Regions from separate parts of the Mus musculus genome. Here region 2 is linked to region 1. The links are chromatin contacts, called in public HiChIP or PLAC-seq maps. All regions are on one chromosome and are shown on one strand. The core of a region is the stretch at or near the end of the contact, and the rest is flanking DNA. Distances in the headings are between cores, read along the strand shown.

Region 1 (6,643 bases), core at 2,926-5,425:
AACCAGCCTGGTCTACAGAGTGAGTTACAGGACAGCCAGGGCTTCACAGAGAAACCCTGGCTCAAAAAGAAAACTGAGAAGGAGAGAGAAACTGTCTTATACAAGGTGGAGGGTCAGAACTAACAGCTAAAGTTGTCCTATGGCCTTCATACACATGCATAACCAAACATACACAGATGAAAAGATTTCTTTTTTTTAAGATTTATTTTTAATGAAGTGCATGTGCGTGTGTGTATGGGATTCTGCACATGAGGGAGCCAGCCTGAGGTAAGCTTCAGGCACTGTATTCACCGGGGCCTGGGTTACAGGCAATTGTCAGTCTTGGCTGTTGGGAACCTATGTGGTGTCCTCTGCAAGAACAGGATACATTCTTTAGCCAACATCTCCCCAGTCTCAAAGAAAATGATATTATTTTTTAAAAAATTGTTTTGTATGTGACTGGAGAGATGCCTCAGTGCTAGAGCACTGTTTAAGTTAAGAGTGCAGCTGCTCTGGTAGAGGACCTGGGTTTGGTTCCTCGCACCCATGTAGTGGCTCAGGACCTTCTGTAACTCCAGTTCCAGGGGATCTGATACCTTCTGACTGCCACTGCCTCCAGGCACACATGGGGTATATGTGCAGATGAACTCTCATACATAAAAGAAAATATTGTGTCTATGCATGTATGTATGTATGTGTGTGTGTGCGCGTGTGTGTACATGCACATGCCAAGCACTTGTATGGAGGTCAGAGGATAAGTGACCTCTTAGCATTTTAAAGCAGAATTCCAGAGGTTCAGAATTCTCCATTTGGCTGTTTTTAGGGAGGATATATTTAGAGAAGTATTTTTATAGATAGTTTTTATTTTTTTTTTAAACTGGGAATCTGCTTCCTGAATTCTACACATAGATGGAACATTTTCCTCCTGTATTCAACTCAACAGGACAAAACCCCAGCCCAAAGCTTATTTGGGACATTTAGCTGCTGTCACTAAAGACAACAAACATGATCTGAACTTGGTAGTACATGCCTTTAATCCTACACCTGAGAGGCAAAGACAGGTGGATCATCTACACAGTCAGTGTTGGCTACATAGAGAGTTTGAGGCCAGCCTGGGCTGAAAAGAAAGAGGAAGGGAGGGAGGGAGGGAGAGAGAGAGGGAGGGAGGAAAAAAGAAAATCAACCAAGTAGAACTGTAGGCCCCTAGTTCTGTTTAGTTATATTCCGAACACAATTACTGTTCCAAAAAAAAAAAAAAAAAGTGTTGCTAGGAGCCTGGCGGTGGTGGCCCACACCTTCAATCCCAGCACTTGGGAGGCAGAGGCAGGCGAATTTCTGAGTTCGAGGCCAGCCTGGCCTACAGAGTGAGCTCCAGGACAGCCAAGGCTACACAGAGAAACCCTGTCTCGAACAACCAATATATATTTAAAAGCAGTACTTTTAACTGCTGAGCCAGCTCTCCAACCCCATAAAATAACTTCTGTTCTTATGAAGACACATCAAAGGGAGGAGACGGAGAAGACGTAAACTAGTAGAAACTATTTGTAAAAAATGGTATACTGGTAGTGAAAATATGTAACAAACTCTTATAAGTCATTAGAATAAAATAATTACTGTAGGTGTGAGTCACCGTGACGCACTTGGTTTCTGTAAATAATGTGTACACTCTCACACTAGCTCATTTGTGGTACTGAGGGGTCCAACTAGGCTTTCACATCTATCTGTCATATCTATCTATCTATCTATCTATCTATCTATCTATCTATCTATCTATCTATCTATCTGGTGTGACCAGATGATGACTACAACTTTTAGTGGAGGGGTTCTCCTATCTTATGAGTCCCACAGATGGAACTGCGGTCATCAGGTTTGGTGGCAAGTGCCTTTTCCCCAAACCATCTCCCTGACCCCCAGCTCCTTTTATGATTTTTTTTTTTTTTTTGAGATAGAGTCCCACTACATTGATCAGACTGACTTGGAATTTGTTCTGGAGCTCAGGCAAGCCTTGAATGTGTGTTCCTTTTGCTTCAGTCTTCCAGCTGGCCTCCGTTTCTCCAGTGCTAGGACGTGAAGCATGCAGATTCATCAGTAAACAACGGATGCCATTTCATAGAAGTTGCGTCTTCTACTATCCCATATTTGGTCATTTTAGGTTGCTTTACTTTTAGGTTTTCTTATTTCTAGAGAAATGGATTTTAGTTGACCCTGGACACTAATGTATCATTTGAATTCTGAAGGTTCTAACTGTGAAAGCTGGACTGAAACATTTACTTGTTTTTATTGGGAGGTGGTGGCAGTTCTTGCTATGCAGCCCAGGCTGGCTTCAAAAGTGATCCTCCTGCTTCAGCCTCCTGATTATAGCCTGGGACAATCATAACCTAGAATAGATGTTTTGAAAGAAATTTCTGCTTATAATTTTATGGTAGTTCAGTAATCTGTGTGTGCACGTTCACATGTGGATGTGCTTGTATACACACAGTGTGTGTATATGGAAGTCTGAGAAGAACTTTGCAGTCTACTCCTGGTGTGTGTGGGTCCAGGGAATGTAATGTGGGTGGTCAGGCATATCAACCAGCCCTGATTTGTGTGTATGTGGCGGCGGTCAGAAGACAACTTTAAGGACCTGGTTCTCTCCTTCTACTGTGGGTTCTGAGGATTGAACTAAATAAGGCATTAGGTATATGTATACAAGTGGTTTTTACCTTCTGGAGGCTTTTCACTGGCCCCCAACATTTTCACTTTTAAATGGCTGATAAATGTGATCAGTGAAATGGGATCACCGGTCAAATGGTTTCTCCTTTCTCATTGGACCATGAGGTGGCTCTCCTGACTGGACATTTGTTCCTCAAATACTTGCTTCCACACCTTGTGTGCATAAGGCAGAGCTGGAATTCCTTAGGTCCTAGGAGGTGCATGTGTGTGTGGGGAGGTTGGAGGGCGGGTTGGGGGGGATGGGCCAGACACTACAGTTTCCCTTCCATCTGGGAAGCAGGTGTCCCAGCTGGCTCTTTGCACAGTGAAGGCCAGGCTTCTGTGCATCTGGGTAGGTCAGTCTGCTGCCAACAAGCTCCCTTCCCCTGGTACTGGGGCATGTTACCATCCCCCTCTGAGAAAAGGGAGTCTGGAAGTGAAGGGCTTTCCTTTAAAACTGTTTTCCTGATTACTGGGACACAACACATGAGGTTTGGTTTTCTTTCCCATGACAGCTCTTGCAGGGTAAGACAGATTTTTGTTTGTTTGTGGGTTTGGGGTAAGATACAATATGGGAGTCTCACGTTCAGCCTGCTTCCTTCTACCAGGGTAACTAACACGGAGAAAAGGAAACAACTGGATTTTCCAAGGCCTAGTGGATACTGGTTCTAAATTGACAATAATTCTGAGAGTCCCCTCACATCGGAAAAAACAAACAAACAAACAAACAAACAAACAAAAAACCCTTAGACTCATTATGGCTCTCCAATTAAAGTAGGGATGCCAGTTGATAAACAGGCTTGTTTTGCTTGCTTGTACATCATGCACGACGTTCATGCCTAGCAGTGGAAGAGGTGGTCAGATTTCTTCGAACTGGAGTTAAGGAGAGTTGTGAACCATCGTGTGGATGCTGAGAACTGAATTTGGGTCCCCTGCAAGAGCAACAAACTCTCCTAACCTCTGAGCCATGGCTCCAGCCTAAAAGAATTTTGGTGGAAGTCACACTTACAATGGGTCCCGGAACTCATCCCGTGATTCTTTTCTAAGTCCCAGAATGTGTAATTGGGACGGTTATACCTAGACTTTGCTAGAATCCTTACACTGTGTTTTGAAACTGCCAGAATTCCCACGTTGGTGTCACATCCATGTGGCACAAAGCAGGCAGCATCAGGCTGTGTTCCTTTAGCAGAGGGCCAGGGAGGAATATGGGGAGGGAGGATGTGGGCTCGGGGCTCAGCCTGGGGGTGGGGGGGGAATCTGGAATGTGCCCTGAGGCCTCGGGGTGGACCAGAGCCTGGGCCACCGCTGTCCCGCCCGCGTCCTCGCGAAGTCTGCGCACCCCTCGGCCGGGCCGTCGCCGCCCCCCCCCACATTCCAGAGGCCGCTGCGCAGTCTCCTTCCTCACATTCCTGACGGGGCAAAGGAGTCCCTCCGTCCCCCCGCCCCCTGCGCGCGGTCTCGAAGCGGAGGGGGCGCGGCCCCGAGCTGCGCGCGCATTCCTCCGCCGCGCGCCTCCGTTCCTCCCTCCCTCCCCGCCACGGCCCCGCGCGAGAGTGCGGCCCACGCCGAGCGACCGCGACCCGGGCCCCGCCCCGCCCCGCGCCCAGGGGTCCCGGGGCGGGCTGCGGGCCGGCGGACGATGCGGCGGCGCTGCCGGAGCGGCGGCGGCGGGCGGCGGAGGCGGAGGTGACGCGCCGCGGCGGGCCGACGGCCATGCAGCGCTCGCGGACGGCCGCGGACGACGCGGCTCTGCTCCTGGCCGGGCTGGGCCTGCGCGAGTCGGAGCCGACCGCCGGCTCCCCAGGGCGCGTGCGGCGCGGGCCGAGGGCCGTGGACGAGGCGGCGCCAGCGTCGGGCCGCCGAGGCAAGGGTGGCTGCGGCGGCCCCGAGGCCGCGCCCGACGTCCCGAGCCGCCCCGAGCGAGGCCCGCGCGCCAGCCTCGCGGGCTCGGACGGCGGCAGCGCGCGCTCGAGCGGTATCAGCCTGGGCTATGACCAGCGCCACGGCCCCGGCCCCGGGCCGCCGTCGGGGGGCAGCGCGCGCTCCAGCGTGTCCAGCCTGGGTTCCCGTGGCTCAGCGGGCGCCTGTGCAGACCTGCTGCCGCCCGGCGTCGGCCCGGCGCCCGCCCGCTCTCCGGAGCCTGCCCAGTTCCCCTTCCCGTTGCCGTCGCTGCCGCTGCCCCCGGGCCGGGAGGGCGGCCCGAGTGCGGCCGAGCGGCGGCTGGAGGCGCTCACGCGGGAACTGGAGCGCGCGCTCGAGGCGCGCACGGCGCGAGACTACTTTGGTGAGCGTGCGCGGGCCAGGGTCTGGGTCGGGGGTCCCGGGGTTCTGGTAAGGGCTGTTCTCCAGCCACGGATGCGGAGATGCCCGGCGCTTCCTGACTTGAGGCGGGGGTGGGGTGGGGGTGGGTGAGGGGTGGGATCCAGACAAAATCAGGCTGATTGACAGCCTAACCTGTTTTCTGGACACTTAAAAAAATGATTATTTACTTAGAGACAAGGTTTCACTCTGTAGCTTAGACTGGCCTGTCTTCCTGCCCCCGACTCTGAAGTTCTAGGAGTAGAGACATATGGACTCTGCAAAAGATTCAGTTAGGTGTATATTGAAAGTACCTCGGGAGGTCAGAAGGTGTCAGATTCCTGGAACTGGAGTCTGGTTGTGAGCAGTATTGGGAACTGAGTCTTCTCCGTTGAGAAGTTGAGTCTTCTGCAAGAGCACCAAGCTCTTACTGCTGACCCATTCTTAAGCTCCTTTGCTGGGCATTCTTCTTCATCCCTAGTATTGCCCCTAATAAAGTTTGATGAAGAGCAGAACGGAAGCGTCTCCCCTTCCAACTGAGGCATGGATAGGGGCAGAAAGATGGGGTTCCCCGGGTACCCCTGAACCTGTGTGACTGAGACTTCAGTGCTGGTAGAGGCTGTAGGTGGAACTGTGTGAGGCTACAGGACCAAGGCAAGCATTCAAGGCTTCTCTGGGCTAGGTCTTATAAACAGGATATTTCCTACAAGAATACCGAGCTAGGGGGGTAGCTCTGTGATAGAGCACTTGCCTATCACTGCCCTAGGTTTGTTTTCCAGCAAGGCAAAGCAAATAAACAAAACCACAAACCAGCCTTACATCTGGTTACACATAGATAGAAAAAATACAAAGAAAAATACGCGTTCAGACGTCACCCTTTAGCTTGGCATGGTTGGTACAGACCTGTGATGCCAGCACTGGGGGTTCAGGAACAGTAGGATAGTTTAAAGCCAGCCTCGTCTACATGTAGTTCCCAAACAGTCAAGGCTACAAAGTCAGACTGTGCTTCAAAAAGTGGCAACAGAAAATAGACTTTATATCATTAAATACCAAAGAAAGGGACTCTGACTCATAACAGCCCTGGTAAAGAAATCACATGCATTAGCAAGGCCCCAAAGTCTCTGATGGCTTTTCTTGGCACAACAGTTAGGTGAGTCAGGTACAGGGAGTGAAGCTGGCTTGGGGATGTGTATGGTTAGCAAGCCTGGGACAGGGCTGGCTGAGTCTGAGCTGTCTCACATTCAGTAGAGCTAGCAGCTCCACGATGCTTTGAAGTAGATCTTAGGGGAGTAGACCTTAGCAGGTCGTGTGGGTGTTTTCCAGGGTGGAGGAAGAAAGTGAGGGTATGAGAAGGTTGTAGCCCAGGATGGTCAAGGGCATGCACGGGCTAGAGTGGTTTGGCTTTGGAATGAGATGCTTGATCTGATGACGTGAGAAGTCAGGATGGGGAATCTGTGGTTTAGCCGAGGTGATGGCTGCTGTAAATGGCCTGGGAGTAGGAGGTGAGTGAAAAACTGACCTTCTGCCAGGAGCCAAATTGAGACATTTCAGCCGGATACTCTCTGTGCTCTTGGTTGAGCATCTGATCATCTTCTGGCCCGTGCACACTTAGAGGCTCAGCATTGGTCTGTCTGTTGGCCCCTGTGGCCACTCTCAAGTCTGCGTATTATGCTGG
Region 2 (6,643 bases), core at 1,823-4,322, 230 kb after region 1:
TTTCAAACTGTGATGATACTTCTGAAATTGTAAGATTCCCCAGTAAAATGCTTTCTTTTATAAGAGTTGTCTTGGTCATACTGTCTCTTCACAGCAATGAAATGCTATGGCATTAACGTCGAGGAGAAGAGACTTGTCTATCTGCCAGTAATTAGTGCTTAGACCTGGAGGCCATCTGGCAAGATTGACCAAATAATCCAGTTTGTCATAGCACTAGTAACCTATCCCTGAGCACCCAGTCTGGGCTGAAATAGATGAAGAATACTCTAAAGATGATAAATATTTTGGATAGAATGCTTAAGAGTTTACAAAGATATAGTAGGGAAAGTGACCTGTGGATTGATATCTACAATGAAAGATTCCAGTTAGTTTGAGAAAGACCCTGAGAAGGGCATTCAAATACTCAGCAAAGCAGGACTCTGTGGAAAATTGATGCATATCACCACCTGGTGTTCACTTGTTGCAGTTACTGAGTTTCCATAGTTTGCTTAATCAAAAGCTTTTGAAGTATATTTATAGGGGTATTCTGCTCCACATTAGCCTTTATATCCCCTGAATAAAAGACACAGTAATCTGGTACTTTTATTAAACCACTGCCAGCCTAGACTGTGCAGGTTCTGAGCTACTCTAATCTACATCACAGCCATAGGTCCCGAATTACTTGTTGTTTGAGTCTTGCCCAGCTTACTCTCTTCCTTGTGTGTCCTCAGGGTAAGTTTCTCTTAGCCATGTGCACATGGTCCATCCTGATTCATAGCAACCTTCTTCTTCTTCTGCCTCTTCTGTGGTCCCTACCTGAGACTGCCCTTCTCAATCTCAAGTTCTGTCTTCCTTTCTCTCCCGCCCAGGCACAGGCCCTAGTCTTTTATCAACCAATCAAAGATTATTGGAGAGCTTTCTTTAAAGAACATTGATCAATACTTTGCTGGTATTCGGCACAGAACTCAGCATCTGAGTACACAGTGGACAGAACCAACCACAATAGAAAGTGTCTAGTTAATCTGTAAAGAAGTATTTATAAATCTAAAAAGTAAATTAAAATGAAACCCAGTGACAGGAGAGATGGCTCAGTGGTTAAGAACAGTGACTGCATTTCGAGAGAACGGTTCAGTTCCCAGCATGCACATGACTGCTCACATATGAAGGAAATCCAGCACTCTCTTCTGGCTGCCATGATCACTGCACACATATGGTTCACAGACATATATAAATGCAACACACACACACACACACACACACATACACACACACACATAAAATAATCTAAAAAATCCTTGGCATGACTCCTCAGTGAGTTACTGGAACTCTGACTTCTTTCTCTCAGATATTAAATTTTCATAATAAAAAATTATTCGTGTGAGAGCTACCTTGTCCAGTCCAATGATAGGGTTGCATAAGTTCAGATCTCCACCATGATGTCCTCTACTTAAAGTAATGATCTTTTCACAGGTTTCCATGGCTATAGAACCATGTAAGAACAATGCATTGATGAGCAGGTGTTTTATCAGCTATTCCCATATGTATGTTCCATTCATCTGACTACTAAATTGTATGCTGGGGCTTCACAACTCCCCTGTGGATTCTGGAGTCTGGAGTCCAGACCAGGTGTTATGTGGATTTACCCCATTGATAAAATGTTCTGTAGGAGGTGTTAAAAACACTGGGCATACACAAGTGCCTAGAGGCAAGACTGCATTGTGTCTCATGTTTTACAGGTCCAGTCAGGCAGGATACAAGACTCAGGTCCAGAATGCAAATGAGGAACTGAGTTTTTATTGTGAGGGAATTGGGAACCATGCATACTTTAAAGTAGAGTGAAGATCTAGCAACTCCAATCAGGTTGGGGATAGCTCAAATATTGCTTCTCAATTCAGCTGCAAGGAAAGAGCCATCAGCTGGCATTTGGAATGGTGCAGATTTTGGCTGTGGAGCACATGTGACCAAAATGCTTCCAGCAACTTGACCAACCTTGATACCTTAAGAACAAAAGATGTCTGGGTGAGTGTACACAAGAGGTAAGTTTTGGAGGTAAGATCTTTGCTGGCCAGAGAGGGTGTGTGGGTCCTTCTTTCTAGGCCCAAAGTTGAGATGACATTTATTTGTGCACACACTTTGTTTGTGGGTAGCATAGGCTTCACTTGGAGCAGGAGTGAGTAATAGACAGGTGTCATTGGCCTCAAGTCTCCAGTGAGGTGAGCTAGGGAGAAGGGAGCCAGGAGAGCAGGATGGTAGTTATTGTGTATAGGTTTACAGTGGATAGGCTATAGGGACAATGCTTTCTTTTGCATGGTGGAGAATGTGGCCATTGAGAATGTGGCTGTGGACCTTTGCCAGGCATAGCAGAAGCTTCTGAATGAGTCAAGGATGCCGCGGACTATGCAGTGGGAATTCCACCTAAGTGGTCAGGAACCCAAGGTGACTGGAACCAGGTTGGGAATAGGATCGGCATGACAGACAGACAAGCACTCAATGGTGAAGCTGCTGCTGCAAAATCTTTACCTCAGGGTTCAGATTATATACACAATCAAGAAGGAACAATTTTCTCTTGACAAATCACATATCTTAGTTCCTCTTTAAACCTAACACAAGTATAGCTTACTAGGAAATTAAATCACCCATTGGCGCCCACCTGTGGTTTTGCTGCCAGACTGAACTTTCATATTGACTCAAGAATCTTATAACCTTTTATTTACTACTCTAATGATCTTATTCAACAGCACATGCAATCCCAATCTAAACTTTATAATATTTCTTGCTTATTTCTTTTATTACCAAATATGTCTACTCCTGGCTATCTAGGAGTAAGTATCTCCAAATGATAGGAAAACATACATCTGCCACCTCAAGGTCCACTGTTGCTCATCTGTTAAGGCATACCAAGGAGCCCTACTTCTTATTCTTTCCCATAGACTTAATTCTGAATATCTCATTTTCCACAATCCATCTGATTAAGTTCTTATCATAAATTCCAGTCCATGGAAGTGGAGCATTTGTTGGATTAAACTTGTAAGGTCCATGATATCTAGGTACTTCCCACTATCCTCTACTCAGCTTCACAAGAACTGACTAATCACCCCCCCTTTCACTGTTAGTCCTAATTCCTATAAATTCTGGATTTCTTCATCCTGTATAGTTTCTCTTTTACATCTGACAATTTTATTAATGCCTAAATCTAATTGTTGTATTAAATTAATGACAGCGCCCAAAATCATATTTTCTCTTTGCAAGATCTGCAAAATCAATTGTGCTGTTTCAGACAAAATCTCTAGTGGGATGACATTGCGAGCAATTCCAATCAGATTCTCATCTATTTTTGCTACATACACCAGCTCTGTGGTTGAGGACACTGAGGTTGAAGCACCCAGCACAGTTTCCTGTCTAGTACTTTCAGTTCCTGAAACAGCTAAAGATACATCTTTCCAAATCACAAAATTCTTTGTATCAGCAACTGCCATCCAGCCAAGCATGCCAGAAGGGGACATGGGACGGGCAGACTGCCAGGGACCTCCAGGAGACCTAGCTCCACAGAGCACAAATCTCAGTGAATGGTTACCATTCAAGGAGTTTTTCTTTCATTGCTACACAGATTCCATTGGAGTTGGTGTGGCACAAGGAGACTCCTTTACTATGAAATGATGCATGAGCACTTTAGTATTGTGGCCTCAGATTCCTTTACATACTCCTGCCTAGGGCGGGCACTTCCTTTTCTTCAGGGATCATACTTTTCTCTTTGGTTTTTCAGGACAGGATTTCTCTGGTTAGCCATGGCTTTTCTAGAACTCACACTGTAGATCAGGTTGGACCTCAACTCAGAGATCAACCTGCCTCTGGCTTCTGAGTGCTTTTTATCAAGGATTGTTCTTGTTGTGTGTCTTAGTTAGGGTTTTATTGCTGTGGTAAGATACCATAATCATGTCAATTTTAATATAGGCAAACACTTAATTAGGGCTGGTTTATTCTTTCAGAGGTTGAGTTCAATGTCAAGGTAGGAAGTAAGGCAGTGTGCAGGCAGACATGGTGCTGGAGAAGGAGCTTAGACTTCTACATCTTGATTCTAAGACATCCAGGAGTGGACTGGCTTCTTGAGGTAGCCAGGAGGCAGGTCTCTTTGGCACTGGATGGAGGATGAGCGCTAGGACATTTCAAATCCCACCTACAGAGTGAAACATTTCCTCCAAGAAGACCACTCTTATTCCAATCAGGTTAAGCCTCCTAATAGTCACAATTTCCATGGTGAAGCATATTTAAACCACTGTTGGTGTCAGTGTGTAATGTGTTCCCTTGTCCCCTCTCCTTAAGGTTTCCCAGGACTGATAAAGTCAGTATCTCTGGAGAGTACTGACCCATAGCTGTGAGATGCTTCTTTGTGGTTTAAAATCAATTTTTTATTATCTTTAATTTTTTTACAGTCCAGTCATTATTCCCTTCCCATCCTGCCCTCCAAACAGTTCATCCTCATCCTCCTCCCCCATCTCCAAAAGAATGTCCCCAACCCCACACATCCCCACACCCTTTCAGGCTTCCCCATTCCCTGAGGTCTCAAGGCTCTTAAGGGTTAGGTGTGTCTTCTATCATTGAGGCCAGATGAGACAGTCCTCTTATATGTACTTGTTGGGTGCCTTAGACCAGCTAGTGTATGCTGCCTGGTTGGTGGCTCAGTATCTGAGTGATCTCAGGGGCCTGGGTTAGATGTCCCACAACAGAAGAATAGATATAGAAAATGTGATTCATTTACACAATGGAATACCATTCAACTATTAAGATGGAGGACATTATGAGTTTTACAGGGCAAATGGATGGAGCTAGAAATTATCACTTGAGTGAGATATCTCAGACATAAAAGGACATGCATGGTTTATACTCACTCATAAGTGGATATTGGCCAAAAATGTACAAAATACCCAGGAAACAGTCCACAGACTAAAACCTTTTATAATCTACTTTTATGAGAGAGAGAGAGAGAGAGAGAGAGAGAGAGAGAGAGAGAGAGAGAGAGAGAGAGAGAGAGAGAATGGATTGGGGAAGGGATAAGTGTAAACATTGGAGTCAGAGTTGGTTCTCCTTGGCCAACTGATAGGTCTTGGGATTCAACTCAGATCATCAGGCTTAGTAACCAGCATCTTTTTTTTTTTCTCCCACTGAGAAAACTCTACAGTTTTGATGTTTCCTTTTCTATGGTCTAATAGTGGGGCTTGTCCCAAGATACCATTCTATTTTTACCTTCCTTACCTTTCTAACAAACATGGATGTACCTTCCAGAGTTCATGTAGTCATCCAGTGGAGTGAGAGCAGTTGTGATATGGGACACAACACGACAGGCATACACAAGGCATTCCTTAGGTGAGTCTGGATGAAGAGTGTTTGACTGTGTTGTAATGTTCCAGAAACCTTTCCAGTGGCCCTTTGGGGTCTTCCTGGCAAGGAAAAGTTGGCACCACAATTCATTTTGCACCTTCAAGCCCCATTTGAAGTAGAAACTTCAGGGTTCTTGGAAAGTCAATTGTATTGGATGGTGTTACACTCAGGCAAAAACCTGAAGGAAGGTTGTGCTGAACTAAACACAGGTGAAAGCCTAAGGCAGACTTATGAAGGGATATTTCACTGAAGCAGACACAGGATAAAGGATGTTCTGTTAAAGCAAGCATGTGAAAGGACATGTGATGAAGGATTCTTTGCTGACTACACACATGTATTGGTCTGCCTTACATAATGCAGTTGAGCTCCATTTGTCTGGTATCCCTAGAGAAAAACACACCAAAAAACTTCTAGTGGTGTGCTGGGCCTTTATTTACCAATGAAAATCAACTAGGATCAGGGTCCCTCAGTGTCTTACATGTTGACACACAGATTCTTGTGCAGTTTTTGGGACCAAATGAACGTAATGCAAGCAGCATAGGCCAAATCTAAAAAGTTGGTCCACCTTACGTTGCATTCTTGAGCTCCATTTATTGGGACTCCACACAGAGAACGGCACCAAAAGCGTTGTGGTTGTGTGATGGGGCTTCTTGCTGCTTTTTAAGACCCAGGACCACGGGTAGAGTGATGTCAACTAAGTTAGACTCAGATGCTGAGACAAGACACCTGTCAGGCAAGATCCACGGAGGAAAAGTGACATTTGGAGGGCCATAAATAGGACCCAATGAACTGTGGGAGGATCTTGGCTTGCTTGCATAGCAATACACTTCTTGATCTTGTGTCTTTGCTAATCTTCACTTTGATGAAAGAGGCACAGCTGTGAATTTCTCCTGAATTTCCTGTTGGCCCTGGTCTAACCTGATGACTCATGCAGATTTGGCCAAGGCCAGGCAGTTCCTGCTAGGTCGTGCCAACACCTCTTGTAAACCAATAGTTCTGAACTGGACTTCTGGTATATCCATGAAGTATTTGTGAGTAGATTGAGCTGTTCTTGCTGATGTAGGAACTGGATTTCTGATTTCCTGACAAAAGAGATGGGATTTGTTCCAAAGAACCATATTTAAACAGGTCCTCTCCCCCGGTATCCTAACTTTTCTACTACCTCTTGTTGAGGTGAGTAGAAGGGAGGTTTAAGTGTTTAAGAACCATCATTAAAAGTAGGTAGTGAGTAAATTAAAGTCACACCCATTCTTGACAGTTGCTTACTTATCACACCTTCTCTGACTTT

The links. HiChIP or PLAC-seq counts read pairs in DNA pulled down with a chosen protein or histone mark.
Region 2: an H3K4me3 HiChIP or PLAC-seq map of the 230-238 cell line shows a contact between it and region 1, with 6 times the contacts expected there. The contact joins the enhancer-like site here to the promoter of Wtip in region 1. A contact is called at or near these places in 2 of 15 datasets of contacts at CTCF or cohesin (large pre-B cells and pro-B cells), 1 of 484 Hi-C or Micro-C datasets (embryonic stem cells), 2 of 115 datasets of contacts at active chromatin or transcription factors (the 230-238 cell line and large pre-B cells) and 1 of 9 other capture datasets (embryonic stem cells).

The regions. Positions count from the first base shown.
Region 1 is chr7:34,130,800-34,137,442 of GRCm38.p6, reverse strand. It overlaps Wtip (WT1-interacting protein), which reads left to right and starts at 4,175. Exons shown (of 8, transcript NM_207212.2): 1 at 4,175-4,954. The coding sequence starts at 4,384.
Region 2 is chr7:33,896,975-33,903,617 of GRCm38.p6, reverse strand. No RefSeq gene overlaps it. Among named protein-coding and RNA genes, the nearest start is that of Scgb2b26, 45 kb to the left of the region's middle. Within about 2 kb of position 3,072, at least 22 of the 459 cell types and tissues checked have an H3K27ac peak or open chromatin away from gene starts, as enhancers often do. A contact at or near this core is called in the 230-238 cell line and pro-B cells, where this site is marked.